2 separate regions of the Mus musculus genome follow, and region 1 is linked to region 2. A link is a contact called in public ChIA-PET data. All regions are on one chromosome and are shown on one strand. The core of a region is the stretch at or near the end of the contact, and the rest is flanking DNA. Distances in the headings are between cores, read along the strand shown. Region 1 holds the start of Il18r1 (interleukin 18 receptor 1). Region 2 overlaps Map4k4 (mitogen-activated protein kinase kinase kinase kinase 4).

The links. ChIA-PET counts read pairs in DNA pulled down with a chosen protein or histone mark.
Region 1: a contact with region 2 is called in an RNA polymerase II ChIA-PET map of effector CD8 T cells, with 5 read pairs. The contact joins the promoter of Il18r1 here to the enhancer-like site in region 2. A contact is called at or near these places in 1 of 15 datasets of contacts at CTCF or cohesin (the NIH/3T3 cell line), 3 of 115 datasets of contacts at active chromatin or transcription factors (effector CD8 T cells, regulatory T cell precursor and thymic regulatory T cells) and 1 of 9 other capture datasets (adipose tissue).

What each region holds. Positions count from the first base shown.
Region 1 is chr1:40,464,220-40,469,498 of GRCm38.p6, forward strand. Il18r1 (interleukin 18 receptor 1) reads left to right here and starts at 1,787. Exons shown (of 11, transcript NM_008365.2): 1 at 1,787-2,138. It overlaps Il1rl1 (interleukin 1 receptor-like 1), which reads left to right. Exons shown (of 11, transcript NM_001025602.3): 11 at 1-1,196.
Region 2 is chr1:39,984,739-39,990,597 of GRCm38.p6, forward strand. It overlaps Map4k4 (mitogen-activated protein kinase kinase kinase kinase 4), which reads left to right. Exons shown (of 32, transcript NM_001252200.1): 9 at 444-522; 10 at 1,887-2,062; 11 at 4,232-4,304; 12 at 5,351-5,561. Among named protein-coding and RNA genes, the nearest start is that of Map4k4, 87 kb to the left of the region's middle. Within about 2 kb of position 2,298, at least 16 of the 459 cell types and tissues checked have an H3K27ac peak or open chromatin away from gene starts, as enhancers often do. A contact at or near this core is called in effector CD8 T cells, where this site is marked.

The sequences.
Region 1 (5,279 bases), core at 537-3,036, 480 kb after region 2:
ATCTACTTCTTAGTGAGTTGCCAAAACTGACCACTGAAAAGCATGCTGTGTACATAACTGTCTCATGTCCCAGAACGTGCAATCAGGAGGAAGTCCTCACTCCCGATAACGGAATCCTTGCTCTGTGGCTGTGAGGACGTCCCTTAGCAACCTCAGATAGTAATTTTTCTTAGGTTGGATGGAACATAGTAACGTGCTGGATTCTTTGCTAACTGAAAATAGAAGTATTCGGATTTCAGAAAGAACTGGATAAATATTAATGTTGGTGATTATGAAATCTCATTGTGAGCCGTGTGAGTTTGAGTGTGTATTCCATGATTGTGCTGAATGAAGACCTCTAAAAATGAAATTCTCTCCAATCTCATCCCTGGGAATAGTTGCTTCCTCATGCCTGCTGCTCCATCCATGGAAAATGACTAAAGAGAATTATTATTTGTTCCCGAGATTCTTCTGATAAGTCTAAACTATTTGCATGTAATTGAGCTGGGCAGCATGGCACACTTGGGAGGCAGAGGCAGGTGGATCTCTGTGAGTTTGAGGCCAGCCTGCTCTACAGAGTTAGTTCCAGGACACCAGAGCTACAAAAAGAAAACCTGTCCTAACAACAACAGCAACAGCTGCAGCAGCAACAACAACAACAAAGAAAAAGAAGAGGAGGAGGAGGAAAGGAAAGAAGGAAGAAGGAAGAAGAAAGGGAAGAAATAATAGATTTTTCTGTAATGAACACACATATGCTTTGATGCTTTTGCTAAACTCAAAATATTAGTTTTATTTTACTGTTTTGAAAGGTTCAAAGCATGATCCATGTAAAAATGTCTTCTGTGGGGCTTTCTCCCATTTCTACTTTTGTTCCCCTCATTTCTTCAAAGTGCTTGTCCAGGCAGAGCTGACCTTATTTGCTTACCAGTTACAGGTAAACAAAGCGTTTCCTCGTGTTGCCTCTTGTAGCCATCTCTGTATTAGATTAGGAAGGGAAGGAGCCGTCCTACTGTCCAGTTTGTGAGTTCTGGTAGAAAGAGTGTTGAAGTTTGTTAAATGCTTGTTTTCCATGTATCAAAATGTTATGCCTTTCCTATTTATTATTGTATGACAAATTATTTTTCACTGGGCAAAAATAATTGTGCCATTGACTCCTTGTGTGTTTTCTTCATGTGTGTTTGAAGAGTTCTAGCTTATTAAAAAAAAAAATCTAGAAATACTGTTTGGCCTTCGTTTCTTTTGAACAGTTTAAAATCTCACTATAACTTCCCAATTGTGGCTTTCCACCCATCCAGGAGGCTGGGCATCCTGCGCTGGCTGGCACTATGTTGGCTCTGCGAGCCTGGCAGTCTCAAGGACTCTCCTCCCGCAGTGCAGGAGTCCTGGGTTCTCAGCGCCCTCTGCCTGAAGGGTGTGGCGCGCACAGGGCACACAGGTGGTTCTTGTGGTTGAGTAGACAGGCTGCAGGTTCCGGGAAGCCAAAGGCGGTGGCTGTGCCTCCCTGGAGGTCTGGCGGAGGAGTCAGCTGAGATCCAGGCAGGAGAACTCCAGGGGCTCTATCGCCTCAGCGGTGGGGTGTCGGGGTTAGTTCTGGGAACTGTGGAGCTCTTAGGTGAGCAGGGACATGCAGAGAAACCCTGCCAGGAGTACAGGTCTTCCCAGAACTGAAAGCTTGAGCGCTCCTGGGTGGAGCAGCCTGTAGCGCCCTAGGCTTCAGTCCCCCAGCTCTTAGGAGCTCCTCCCATCCCAGGCGGTGCCCACCTGAAACCTTAGCTTTTCCTTTCTTCTTCTTATTCTGATCTTCCTCTCCCAGCCCTCCACCTCCCTACCCCCGGTCGTTGGCTTCTTCTTCTTCTTCTTCTTTTTTTTTTTTCCTGCGATAATTCTCTGGTTTGCCAAATCTCTCTAATCAAGCTCCTGGCCTTGCCTCACTGTGCCTTCCCTCCCTGTCTGTTGTCACAGTTGTGGACCAGGAGGTATTTAGTCTCACTTGCTGGGCGAATCCTGCTTCACAGATGTAAGTGAAGGAGAAGCCACTGCCCAGGCCTGTGTGTGGGCCACCTCTCTGAAGGTAAGGGCAGACTCTGATGTCCAGTCCTCACTGTCTTCTGCTGTCTGGAGCAAGGAGAGGAACCACCCACAACGATCCTGAAAACAAGGTCAATTGTGAGTGGTGTGTATGTGTGTGTGTGTGTGTGTGTGTGTGTGTGTGTGTGTGTATAACTAGTGAGTACAAATGTATATGTTCTTTGTAGAGAGGTATGAACAGCTAAAACACAGCAACAGTTGATTTGTTCAGCTCTTACCCTCTGCTGACAATACACACAGGTGTGCTGTATTTTAGTTGCTTAATCCTCTTAGGAGACAAATGAAACAGGCAATATCAGGTTTAATAAATGGTGTGAGGGGAGAAATATTCAGAAATTTATCTAAGAACATCTTCAGTTATCGCATCAGTGAATGACCCATTTATGCAGATTTGGGGAATAGTTCACTCTCCCTCATGAGTACATGCATGTACATATGTGTGCACTGATGCATGCACAAGCGCCCACACACATGCATGTACACTCACACTCTTGTGCACACACTCGTGAGTCACACACACAAACACACACACACACACACACACACACACACACACACACACACACACACTGCAGTCACAAGAATATCTGCCTTAGGCACACATTATGGAAAAGCAGAGAGCCTTCTCCTGGGTACCTCACCAGGAAGTGGAGGTTGGTCCAGGAGCCCTGGAAGTGCTGTGTGTTAGGGTTGGCCTGAACTGGCAAGCTTCCTGACAATGCCAAACATCGTGTCATATTGCAAGGACGATAGGGTCCCAGAGGAGGGGGAGGGGGGGAAAGGGAACATGGTCTTCATGTCCGGATCCATGTTTGTGAAGGCACATTTTGGAAAATGGAGATAATAGCAGCAGGCATTTTTACGCTAAGTGTCGTGAGGTAGCAATGACTCTCCTTTCCTTACAGATGGAAAGTCAAATGTGCACACCTTTTTTTTTTTCTTAAAGCAGAAGTGCAAGGGTGTATTCAAGATCATTTTTGTTGGTTGTACCAGACTGATTCGCCTTTCTGCAGATGAAGTAAAACACCCATTGGAGACTGTAGCAAAAGGGACTGCGTGTTTAAAAAGAGTCATGGAGAGCCCAGCTCAGTGGCGGTCCCAGCGAGGAAAAGAAAAACCTCATTGGGTGTCATAATTCACCAAAGCAGTGTGAGGGATACATCAGGGTCATGTTTTGTTAAGCAATGACTGTCCCTGAGGTGACATGTTTACCTGTGAGTCACTGAAACTCAACTGTCACAAGCTTAGTTGTTTCCCACTCTCCCAGCCTTAGAAACTGAGTGTGTATGGACGTGAGTGTGTGTGTGTGTGTGTGTGTGTGTTTACCTGGAAGCTTTAAGGAGCTTAGTATCTATGTGCTCAGATGAACTGTTTTTACTAGAATGTGGTCAGTTTCCTCATGGTAAGGACCCAAAAGGACAGAACAGAAACTCAGGACCTAAGGACATGACCACATTGACATCCTTTGAAAGGACTCCCTTGTCTTGGGGGACAGAGATACTTGTCACCTTGCATCTGGCCTTCACCCTATGCCTCCAGATCACAAAACGTTTGGAAGAGCACTTAATTTAATCTAGAGAAAAGTTTATGTCATTGGGCAACTAAGTTTGTAACTATCCTTTCTATTTATGAGCACACACATACATGCTTGCATATGGATTAATTTTATATTTTTTATGTCAACTATGAACTGAATGTGTCTAATAAGAAATGTACTTTTCTGAGTGCACAGGCAAGACCTATAGATTGGTGGCTTTCCATTTGTTTGTACACTGGAATCAGCTGGGAATGTGGAAGAGTCAAGGGCTCAGGCTGCCTCCCGTGTGTGTTTAGTGGGCAGCATGTCTGTCAAAATAAACCTTTGAAGACATTATGCTTTAAGAAGTCAGAGATGGTGTAGGTGTGCAATAAATCGAATGATGAGTCGGGACTTGCATCTGTATGTATTTTGTAAGCTTCTTTCATTCAACGATTTAGCAAAGAAGCCAATATAGAGTGGCTCAGGCTGGTTAGTATCAGCTGCTATGGAACGTTGGCACAGTGAGAACCGAGAGAAAGTGAGTGTGTTCATGCTTACACACATGTGCTTTTGGCCAGGCACCTACCTGTGCTAGATTTCCAATCGAGCTCTAGGAGAGCCTTTTCTTGGTAAATGGATATCAACCAACTTCAAAGGAAAGGTAACACTAATTGATTGGACAGAGAAATAATTCATAGTTATTTTGGAAGTAGAAGTTTAATTCGGTCCCATTTTCCTGACAAAGAAGTAAATGAAATGTTTGTAAGTTTAGAAATAAGTCAAATGTCAGGATGAAATCATAAAACTGAGGAATATAGGAATGTCTGTGTTACCTTTGAGGGAAATACAGAATGATCTCCACTTTAAAATGATGGAAACACACACACTCAGACACACACACACACACAAGAGTATTGACTTGTATGCATGGTTATAAAGTTTTCTATATGCTAATATGCCAAAAGAGAAATTAAACAAATTGGGTAGAATTCCAGACATTGGGGAATTGAGAAAGAATCACTTGCAATGGAAGAGTTGATAATCATGAACTGAAACAGCTAGCATTATGTGATTATTTAAATCATATATAATAAAAAGAAAAAGCAGATTCAAATACACCAGAGGCCTGTTCCACTTGGATGGCCTAGTTAGATGTGAAGAGTGGGGTAGAATGTGTTGACCTGGGTGTGGTGGGAAGTTTCTTGCACTCTTGAGGCAGGTAGAAGCTGCCAAGACATTTCTGGAATGTGGCTGGGTAGCAAGCATTCATCATGCTTTTGGCCTCTTTTCTGTCCTACCATATCCCAACACGAGTAAAATGATAAGAAATAAGGACAGTGGTAGGAGCCGATAACTAGATGACATTATTCTTTAGACATTTTGGGCAGGAACACTTTTGCACAGGGAGGTAGACCTGTCATTCCCTCCTGTGGATAAAGGACTCTGAGCTCAGCTAGGCATGGTGACTGGCCCATGATTGTTAAGCCAGTAAAGGAAAGGCTTGAAGATTCAGATCCAGGCAGCCTGGTGCCCACAGTGGTACCCCATAAAACTGAGGGACAGACAAGACAGGAAGTTACTTGTGCATCATTTCATTATTGAAAACAAATACAAAAATTACAAGAAGGATAGGGAAATATGGTGCATTGTGAGAAATTTTTCTTATATTTACTCTTTGTTTTTATAAACATTC
Region 2 (5,859 bases), core at 1,048-3,547:
GGGGTCAGCACCTCCAGTCACAGACAGCAGTGTGTGGGGGCTCCGAATGTGCGCGCTGCGTTTAAGCATTGCTTCCTTTTGAAGCACCGAAGGCCTTTACCAAGCTGTTCTGATCCTTAGACCAACCTTATAAACACGGCCGTTTTCATTATAATTTTAAAGGTGATTTAAACACTTAAATTTTTCTCCTTTTGAATTTGAGTTTATATTTATCTTTGATTTATGAAAACTTTGCAGTGTCAATTTGAAGTTGTGTATTTTTGGTCTGCTTCTATTTTATTGTTTTTTAAATGGTAAAATTCAAGTTATGGCCTAGGGTTTATAACTAGATATCTTAGCTGCTTGGCATATTTGTGGCAATTATTTGTGAATGAAGTTGTTTGTACATGAACCCCAGTGGTCAGGAGAGTAAGCCTTACTGACACCGCCATCTCCTTTCCCAGCTCTCTGTGACATGCATCCAATGAGAGCGCTGTTTCTCATCCCCAGAAACCCTCCTCCCAGGCTGAAGTCAAAAAAATGGTAAGCCCCACCTCCCCCTCCCTTCCCCCACTCTGTCGGTCCCTCTCCCCCTTCCCCCCTTTTCTATGCCTTTCTTTTCTTTTCTCCCTACCTCTCTATAGTTTCATTTTGTTCAGGAATAAAATTCTGGCCACCCTAACTTCGGTACTACAAAGTCAGCAGCCTTCAACAGTCTAAGGCACATGAGTTCTTCCTGTTGTTCTTGATTCATCGGATTTCATTTAGTCGCTAATAGCAAGCAACTCCGAAAGCCCCATAATATGAAGAAAAGGCTATGTTTAACGTTTAAGAGTTAAACATCTTTGAAGTGTAATATGTTGCAGAACATTCTTCTTCTAAAATGGCAAAGATGTGTTAAAGTCCTTTGATAACACATTTTAACATTGATGAAGGGTGTCTGGGGCCATCGGCCATGTTTGCAGGCCCTGACTACAGCAGGAGGACCATTTGAACATAGGAGTTAAAAGCATTCTGGGTAATAGAGCAAGATCCTGTTGGGGGTTAGGGTGGGTTGCAGCTATAGTTGTGATGTTTTATAAAGTGTACCAACCAGTGGCAGGGCTGAGTCTTCCACCCCACCCCCATCGTGCACACACAAAGTAAAACCTGTCATTTCTGCCTTTGTCCACTAAACTCTGGGACCTGATGAATCGAGCTCAAGCCAGTGTAAGGCTGGCTGAAGCATCCATCCGTAGATGCCCTGCGTTTGCCAACAGAGGCAGGCCCCTTGCTCATCTCTGTTTGTTATGAGACTTATGGTCATCTGTGCACCTCCCTGACCCCCACGTTAGTGAAGGCCTTTCTCTGTTCCTGTGCCTCTGCTTGTTCCATGATTTAATGGTTAGTGAGTAGTAGTAGACTTAAACTCTGTTCCTTTAAACCTGGCTGCTTTTATCGCTCTGTATGATAATGTTGTTTGTGGTGCACTGCAGGTGTGACCACAGTGACACTGCTGAGTGCTGCAGGACATTGTTAGTGTGCACTGCAGGTGTGGTGACAGTGACACTGCTGACTGCTGCAGTACATTGTTAGTGTGCACTGCAGGTGTGGTCCCAGTGACACTGCTGACTGCTGCAGTACATTGTTAGTATGCACTGCAGGTGTGACCACAGTGACACTGCTGACTGCTGCAGTACATTGTTAGTGTGCACTGCAGGTGTGACCACAGTGACACTGCTGACTGCTGCAGTACATTGTTAGTGTGCACTGCAGGTGTGGTCCCAGTGACACTGCTGACTGCTGCAGTACATTGTTAGTGTGCACTGCAGGTTTGGTCACAGAATGGTTTTCAGGCTCGTCACCAGTATTTTTGAGCTTAACTTTGGTGATAGAAGTTTGATGATATGTTTCACTTTCTCTTACAGGTCAAAGAAATTTTTCAGCTTTATAGAAGGCTGTCTGGTGAAGAATTACATGCAGCGGCCCTCTACAGAGCAACTTTTAAAACACCCTTTCATAAGGGATCAGCCCAATGAAAGGCAGGTTCGAATCCAGCTTAAGGATCACATAGACCGGACCAGAAAGAAGAGAGGCGAGAAAGGTATGAAGGCTCCTTTAAGTTTGCCTTCCTACCATAGCGTTAAGGGGCCCTAGACTGTGTTAAAGCAGCAGGCTTCATTCTGACAGTTTAAGTACTGCTGCTGCTGCTGAGCTGCACTCCTTCCCCTGTGCTCTTCCTCCCTAGCACCCTCTTTCCTCTTCCTGTCTCGTGGCCCTGGGCTTTCCTGCACACTTGCACAGCAAGAGCAAGACCACTGGATGCTAACACTCCTCAACAGCCCGCCTCCCCTCTCGTGATTTCCGCCTGGTTTTATGTCATATACCGCACACTGACACCCGGGTAAACCGTGTGAAACACACCTCGTTTCCCTGAGGTTGATTTGACTACACAGTCTTCAGTTTCATATGTATGTTTTAGATTACTTTTTTAAGCACAGGAAGATTTTGCTATGTAGTGTCATTTTCAAGTGGCATAATGACTTCATGGTCGGTTCTGCCTCAGATTTATTCCTGGACAGTTGTTTCTTTCTCAGTGAGTTTGTGGTTGTCATATAGGAAAGCTACTGAGTTTTGTATGTTAATTCTGTATCCTGCAGGGTCTTTAAGTGTCTGAGATTAGCAATACTTTGAGTTCTTTCTTGTCTTTATACCTTTTACGTATTACTGTTTAGTTGGGTGGGACTTGAAACACTGTATCAAATAAGTGTCTAGTTCTAGGTTTTAGAGAATATATTCACTATTCCCCATCTAGTACAGTGTTGTTTATAGGTTTGCCTTTACTATAGCCATTACTGTTAGAAGTATATCTGTAGGTTTTGTGCTCCTTCTTTCTTGGGGACTTTTTTTTTAAGTAGGGCCTCACTATAACGTAAGCTGCAGATTCACAGCGATTCTTCCGTCTTATCCTCCCCTCTGCTGGGTGTGTACCACGAGTCAGAAGTTTTCTCCTCTTTTTTTTTTTTTTTTTTTTTTTTTTTGGTTTTTCGAGACAGGGTTTTTCTGTATAGCCCTGGCTGTCCTGGAACTCACTTTGTAGACCAGGCTGGCCTCAAACTCAGAAATCTGCCTGCCTCTGCCTCCCGAGTGCTGGGATTAAAGGCGTGTGCCACCACGCCCGGCTCAAGTTTTCTCCTTTTGAGCTCTGTCCTTGAGTTTATTTACACCATGTATTAAAATTGGGGGGTGTGGGCTGCCACAGTTCTGCATCCTCGAGATAAAGCCATTTTGGTTGTGTCTTTATATGATCTTGAATATGGCTTTCAAGTATTTTGTTGAGAATATAAGAAACCCAATGTTCCTTAGAGAAATTGGCCTTTGATGTTCTTTTATTCCGTCTTTATTGGGTTTGCTGGTAGGTCATCTTGGCTTCATAGGATGAGTCTGGTAGCGTCTTCCCCTTCTTCTTCGTGGAGTGGTGAGAGTGTTGGTGTCCGGTCATCCTCAACAATTTGGCACAACCTGCCCTGCATCTGTCCCGCCTTACACTTCTTAACCCCATCCCAGTCTCAGTGCTCATATCTTACAGATTTCATTGTGGTAAACTGCAGACATTTAGAATCTTGTTCATTTTTTTTCACTTGCCAACCTTTGGAATATAAGTTTTCAGAGCATTTTCTAAGGATCTTTTGGGTTTCATTGGCTCTATGGTAACAATTTGATTTTTATCTTTATGATACTAGTATAACTTGGAGTTAGTCAATCTTATTGATCTTTTCAGAGAGCTGGATGTGGTGACTACTTTTGTGTGACCCCTCTCCCCGAGTCTGCCTCGGTGCTTTCTTCGCTGCTCTTTATTTCTTGACATGAGCTGCGTTTGCTTTAGCTTCTTGATTTCTCTAGACCAGTATTTGAGATCTCTGAATTTTTAACACATCTGCTATTTCTGTCATCTATGTATCGATATCTGTTTATATTTGTCAGTGTAATACTTTCTTGAGTGTGACTATGCTGATGCTGTTGAGTTTTTTGGTTTTCTTGTTTTTTGTATACACTTCCTCAGATTTTATCAGTGGAGAATGACCAGCTCTTCTGTAGGGAGTGTAGCCAGCTCAGAATTCCTGACCTTTGACGGGAGGTCAGACACGCTTCTCCCCATGCCGTTTTCACAAGTTGCATCTTGGTTTTGGTCATTCTGACTCTGGGGATGCTTGTCTACACGGGCATCTGTGAGGATCTGAGCTCTCCTGTTTCTCTCGGCCTTGTTTTTCAGATGAGACGGAGTACGAGTACAGCGGGAGCGAGGAGGAGGAGGAGGAAGTGCCTGAGCAGGAGGGAGAGCCAAGGTACAGACGGCAGCCAGCCCAGGCTTCCCCGATGCCTGCCCACACTCTGTGAGGCTTTCGTGGAGCAGTGGACAGCACTGGCTTGCTTCCTGTCTGCCATTTTTCTCACCCCATGACAGATCTCTGTGAACAATTTCCCAAACTCTTGCCTCGTTTTTAGTTTTGTTTTTAATTCAATTTTATGTTTGAGGTTGAGGATTTAATGCTTTTGGCATTTATTGCTGCAGAAGGCACAAATGGTACAAGTCTGCTGCCGGACCAAAGTCAGTCCCACACAGAGAAGCGTGCAGCTCGGAGGCCAGCAGGCCCTCTGCTGAGAAACTTTCCCACAGCCTTATTTTCCCTACATGCAAATATGGTTGCCAGCCTTTGACCTCCATCCTTCGGGTGTCTTCTGCCTGCTTTAGCTCAGTGGGTTTACTTTCTTATGTTTGTACTTTAGTAATAGGTTCGCCCACAGCTGTTCTAGCTCTGGCCTTACCTTTGGTTGAGTACAGAACAAAACCAAGATGAAGGTTGTGTTGAGACCCATGGGAGCCATGAGTTGGGAATAGAAGTTCAAAGAGGGACACGGGTTTAAGGAGGTGTGTCTTGCCAGTCTGTGTGATACAGGCTTGGGGAACAGCCCCCAACGCAGAAAAGTCTCCTGTGAGGCCTGCTGCCATCTCTGATGATAGAAAATAGTGTCAGGGAACAAAGCAGGCTTGGTGTAGGCCAGATGAGAACGGAGGGATGCTGAGACCAGTGGGTGCTAGTACTTCTGTGCCATGATGCAAAACTAGAGGGCCAGAGGAAGACCCGACATGAAAGAAGAGTCCCGTGAAAGAATGCTTATCTGCTAGGACTGCATTTTCAGACATTACTAAGTCATAGAGGATGATGTGAGCCGTTGGAGCAGTAGGCATTGTCATCCTGTAGACTTGTTGATTTGGGTCACTCCTGGGCCCAGTCAGTAGCCCCATGAAGGGAACTGGGTGTTCCCATTGGGTCACACCCTACGAGGCCCAGGTGATGCATGGAGCCCTGACAGACCCTATCCCCTGCAGTTCCATCGTCAATGTGCCTGGAGAGTCAACTCTGCGACGTGATTTCCTGAGACTGCAGCAGGAGAACAAGGAGCGGTCTGAGGCTCTGCGGAGACAGCAGCTTCTGCAGGAGCAGCAGCTCCGGGAGCAGGAGGAGTATAAGAGGCAGCTGCTGGCTGAGAGGCAGAAGCGGATTGAACAGCAGAAAGAACAGAGGAGGCGGCTGGAAGAGGTAGAAAAGAGAAGTTCTGTGGGTTTTTTCCCTCTTCCTTACTCATGTTCACATCAGACACCCTGCTAGCTTGTTGAGGAAATAACTATAGGTAGGGAGGTAGTCTGCCCCTACCCTGCTGCAGCTTCTGTAGGGCTATGTGGCTGTGCACTAGATGGCTTCACGTTCCTGGAGGATCTGCCAACATTTATGTGCATATCGTGAGGAGCAGGACAGCCCAAGACATGTTCCCATGTGCTTAAATTGACTCACTTAGACTTGACCTCATTTCTTTGCCATTGTTGGCTTTTGTGACCCA